2 separate regions of the Triticum aestivum genome follow, and region 2 is linked to region 1. A link is a contact called in public Hi-C data. All regions are on one chromosome and are shown on one strand. The core of a region is the stretch at or near the end of the contact, and the rest is flanking DNA. Distances in the headings are between cores, read along the strand shown.

What was found. Hi-C and Micro-C count contacts between places; a contact is called where the count stands out from the background.
Region 2: a contact with region 1 is called in a Hi-C map of leaf, with 7 times the contacts expected there. The contact joins the promoter of LOC123159301 here to the promoter of LOC123155519 in region 1. A contact is called at or near these places in 2 of 5 Hi-C or Micro-C datasets (both in leaf).

Annotation. Positions count from the first base shown.
Region 1 is chr7B:537,316,777-537,319,476 of IWGSC CS RefSeq v2.1, reverse strand. It overlaps LOC123155519, which reads left to right and starts at 1,293. Exons shown (of 6, transcript XM_044573681.1): 1 at 1,293-1,572; 2 at 1,746-2,347. The coding sequence starts at 1,803.
Region 2 is chr7B:537,944,010-537,946,709 of IWGSC CS RefSeq v2.1, reverse strand. LOC123159301 (stromal processing peptidase, chloroplastic) reads right to left here and starts at 1,260. Exons shown (of 26, transcript XR_006479625.1): 1 at 958-1,260; 2 at 665-860; 3 at 4-230.

The DNA of each region.
Region 1 (2,700 bases), core at 44-2,543:
GGAAGAGACATTACTCTAAAGCTTCATCATTGTTTCAACCTCACCGATGCCGCCATGGAGAAAATACAGAAAACAAGAACCCGCTAGAACTAACTAAGAACAACAAAAGGAACGGTCCCTACTCCTGGCCGCCGACGAGACAGCTAGAAGAGACGTTACTCCAATGCTTCATCACTATTTCAACCTCATCGATGCCGCCATGGAAACAAAAATTCAGAAAACAAGAACATGCTATAACTAATTAAGAACAACAAAAGGAACGGTACCTGCTCCTGGCCGCCGACGAGATAGCCCGACCAGAGATAGGAGGAGGCCCAAGCGGCAATGTGGAAAACGAACTCGATGGGAGCTTCATGTTTGCAAAGATAAAGCTTTCCCCCCAATTTTTTCCGATGACACACCTAGGCGTACCATATTTTTATAGAAGGCGGAAGTCAATTACAAAAGACTACAACTTGCTGCGAACAACAAGTGTAGTTGGAACTCCACACTCCACTATGACAAGTACAAACACAACGGAAAAGGGCTTGCCCTAAGTCAATCATCTAGCCGCGTCACAACAAAAGTCAGTCGCCTTGAAGAGTAATAACTCCAACTGGATTTCCCTTGCCAACGCACTACCCACCCTTGAATGCCTAAGAGGAGACGACGAGTGAATAGCGGGACTCGGTCAGCCATGAGAAAGCCATCGTATTGGAATCACCGGCAGCTGCATACATAGCGCCCACGAAGATTAACTCGGGCAGCGGCAAGCACCACAGACAGAACCACCAGGCCAGGTCCAGGCCAGGTCTCCACATGCGATGCTCTCAATAGAGTGATGACGCCACACCGCCGCCATAGTCGGTCCTGCAACGGACAAGGCTTTCGCCCGAGGACCACAATCTGATCAAGGAGGGAAGATGCCGACACACCTTGGCGACGCCTCCAACAAGGAAAACGACACCCACGGGCGTCGTCACCGCTAGCTCCGAAGGATGAGCAGGATTTTCATCCGAACCGTCGCACCTCTCCCACCCCCATCAACAGATTGGCCAAACTGTCGGAGTCACACCGCCGCTGTCGCAACACCTCGCCACCGTGTCAAGACCACCGCAGTACATCGCCCTCGCACGGCCGAGAGCAATTCCCCCCAAAAAGTTATGGAATATGTTAACGAGCTACCGTATCCTTGATCTTGCTTGCCTGACTGGAAGGGGCAAGTAGTCGAGATCGTAATGCAGGAGTAGTGACGGCACGCTGGCGTTGCGCCGTTATAATTCGCCACGGCAGGCAGAGGAGAGCCGCTTTTCCACGGCTCGCTCGCCCGACCCCATCAAACGTTGAGGAGAGGGGGGAAAAAGAAGAGAGAGAGAGAGAGAGGGCTCGCCCGCTCGAGGATGCCCGTTCCTCTTCCTCCGCAAGAAATAGGCGCAAACACAACAACACAGTGGAGCCAACGGAATCCCCAAATCGATCTCTCGACTCCGGGCCGAGAACCCCCAATTCCCAGTCCTCAGCCCCCATTCCGGTCGCCCTGATCCTCCCCCGCAGGCGATTTGTCGGAGTTCGCCGCCCCTCGCGGCCCTGCCGGTAAGCCCAATCCCTACGCCTATGGCCCTGCTCGGTCTCGCGTTTCTCTCGCCCGTTCCATGGGCAATTGGATCTTCCTTTTTCCCGCGACGCGGCGATGTTATCTGTTTTCGTGTCCGCTAGGTTACTTTCTGTGCGAATTTCTCAGCGGTTGCTGCTGTAATCTGCTGCAGGGTTCTGTGATTCCGCCTCGGGCGCCTCGGGGATCTCTCCGTTGCTCGCCGGCACCCATGGCGCCGGCTTCGGCTCCGGCTTTGGACGTCGAGGGCGAGGTCGGCGGCGGCAACAGCCAGAACGCGCTGAAGTCCGAAGCCGACGGGGAGCGATCCGTCGCTCCGGGAGGCGGTTCTGTGCCCGGTGAATTCCGCTCCGATGACGCGGCCACAGCGGTTTGTGAGGACGGTATCGACTCCTCAGATGACCCTGCCCTGGCCATGGATGTCAACGGCAAGGGCGACGGGGGCAAGGAGAATCTGGGCAAGGTGCGGGTGAAATCCGAGCCCGAGCACTGCGAGGGCGAAGGCGCCGTTCTCGCCCCTTGCACCCGGCCTTTGGGTGCCGATTTTGTGGGGATAGCTTCCTCCTCCTCCTATAAACTGCCCATGGCGAGTCCGGAGGACTCGACTGACCAGCGAGGAGGGGATAGCACGGAGTGCTCGAGCTCGTTCGCAGACTCCCTTTGTGAGACTGGTGATGAGGCAGGCAATGGTGACCTGGAAGTGAATTCTCCCTTTTCAGCTCATGCTAATGGCGGTCAAGCTTCCGCGATGCCCAGGTGAGTCTGTTGGCAGTTCCTTGTATGCATTCAATGGTACTGGTTGGATGATTATGCAATCCTGTTTCCAGATTGTCTGATTGTATTGTTTGAGAAAGAAATGAACAAGCAGAATACCCTGTTAGGCAGTTAGTAACTGATATTATACACTCTTGGCCTTGGGTTTCCCGCGCTGGCAGGGTAAAGAGCAGTGCTATGTGTACGATATTTTTTTTACGACTTTTGTACGACACTGCTCAGTTACCCTTGGATCAGATCTATGCATCAATAGGAGTCGTGGGATCACAATGTTGGACGTGAATCGTAAATATCAAGTCGTATGCAGAACAATTTCGCAGGGTAAAAGGTAGGTT
Region 2 (2,700 bases), core at 11-2,510, 630 kb before region 1:
CACCTGTCTGCTGGAACTTTATTAGGTAAAATAAGATATCTGAGGCCATTCTTCAATTGACCCCGTATTAGCTTTGGATGGGACGGAAGAGGGGTGTCCAGGACATCTTCAAACGCCTCGTTTCTTATAGTGGGATCGTAAGCTTTATCAAGAGCTGCCTCAGACCATGTTGGACTTGCAACATGTGGTTCGTCAGGTCCAGCAGCACGTAATATATGACTAAGCCTGGTCTGAAAACATCGAATAGTTAAGTCAATGCCTTCAACATTTAGCTTGCTGCATACTCAAATACCGGCAAGCAACTGCCTTCTCGCTATATGTTGCTCGGTACAATATTTGCCTCCCACTAGTGAAGCTCAACATTTAGCTTGACAGTTAATGAAAAAACAATCATGTGTAGGCTTTATGGACATGGAAACCAGGGACTCCTTTTAGTACAAAAACTACGGCTGAATTTTTTGCACTACCACTGATGGTCGACCCACATTTATTGTGCTGCTCATATGCCCCCCATAATACGCACCACTAATTAAGGAACCAAGCAGAACATATACTAGTAACAAGAGAAGCAAGGAACAAAACACTTTTCCCCAGCAGTCACCACATGCAATCTGTTAACAGAAAAATAGCTGCCTAATAATCCATCAACACAGATGAAACGAACCTTAGGCCCGCTGCACCGACTGTGCAGCGATAAGCCCGAGGTGTGAGGGAGCGCGCACGGCGCGAACCTGGCGAGCCCCGGTCGTCCCCGCCTCCGGCTCTTCGGGAAGCACGAGAGGCACCCGTCCCTCTCCTCACCGAGAATCCCAGCGGCTGACGCCGACGCCGCGCCGAGCCCTTGCGTCCGCCTCCTCGACCTGCAGGCACACACGCAGCGACGCGAATCAGCAATTCGCTAACAAACCCGGTGAACCCTCGCAGGCGGCGTGGGTCGATTCGTGCGTCCGTACTAACCTGGGCGTGACGGCGCGGCGGTGCGAGCAGCGGAGGGGGTTGGCCGGCGCGGCGGTGGCGGAAGGGCGCAGGGCGAGGGAGGGGCGTGGGCGGAAGGCGTGGGAGGAGTGGTGCACCGCGGCGGCGGAGAGGGAGAGGCCCGGGGCGAGGCGCGGGGGCGCGGCCGCTGCCGCGGCGACGACGGAGGGGGATGGGAAGGAGGCCATGGGGGTGGGATGGCCCGGAGGGGAGGGGAGGATAGGAGAGCGAGAGAACGCTGCTCTCTCCCTCTATTACTAGTCTTTTCTGGGTATTTTGGTGTTTTTGTGAGGGTAAAATAGGCTGGGGCCTATCGAGGAGTTGGGGGCCGGCACGGCGGCTTTCGCGGCTGCGAGAGGTGGAGACGCAAATATCCTCCTGGCTCGCGAGTTGGTGCCGGAAGGGCACCCGAGTTTGCATTCGGGTTCGGCCCCGGCCGCACTTAAGCGTGAACAGACTTTCTTTTCTTCTTTTTTTCAGGACCAACATTCAACAGACTTTCTTTTTTGAGGTTAATGTTGCCGCTTTATTTAGCCAACATGGCTAGGAATCAAATTGGGTGTTCAAGGATCGTTGCCGAATCTGACTGCTTAGAGGTAATCAATGCGTGCAATGGAATCTCAGATATATTGGCACCATATGCTGCTACTCTCATGGATCGTTTCCAACTCACACACGGTGTATCTTCGATTCGTTTTCAGCATTTGTTCGAGGGAAGCCAATAATTTGGCACACTATCTAGCTGGGCATGCTTATGATATTCAGTTGGTGTATTGATGGGACGATGAACAACCTAGTTTTCTTCTTCCACGTGTCTTGAAGGATGTAACTCTGATAATTTCGCAATAAAATGCCTTACAATCTCATCTCCTACGCCTATTTTTGCTAACTTATGCGCGACAATATTAGTAGAACAACGAACCCATGCAACTCGAAAATCCATGCGCATGTTGAGCATCTCCTTTATCTCTTGAACCCACAGCTCGACTGCAACTAGGTTCATCTGCGGATCATTGATCATTTGCACCACTGTCTTGTTATCAAGCTCCATATGGACTCAACCCCGTTCTCGATCGCTACCTATAATGCTCTCCTACAAGCAAGAATTTCAGCGGCCTCTGGATCAACAATGTTTTGGAAATAGTGGCTAACTCCAGCACAAAAGCTATATTGTGATCCCTCGGGGCGGCACCACCTCCACCTTTGTCACCAAACTTTGACATGGCTCCATCAGAGTTCACTTCCACCCAACCATCATCTGGAGGTTGTTGGAAATATGCCCTAGATACAATAATATTGTTGATGGGGCAAATTCCCGTCAGATCCCTCGGTAGGGGTCCAAGCGCAGCTAGAAGTCATGGATCAGAGATCACACAAGGGGTTTATCCAGGTTAAGGCCTCGAAGAGTAATAACCTACATCATGCTGGTTTCGATGACTCATAATGGAGGGATACCTCGTGCGACGGGTTACATTAGTGCATGAGATTGCTACCAAGAGTTCTCCTATCTGAAGATAGATGATCAATGAGTATCCTAGACCTCCCTTTATATAGATAGGAGAGGTCTGCGATTTATATGGTAGATGCGATCTGGGGCACTGCCGCCCTCTAGTCTTGGATGTTAAGAAGGTCGTCTTGCCTCCTAGGGTTTGCACTATGTCTTGGGCATGTTGGGCCCCTTGTGGATGACTGATACATCTTCAATGTTTCTATAATTTATGAAGT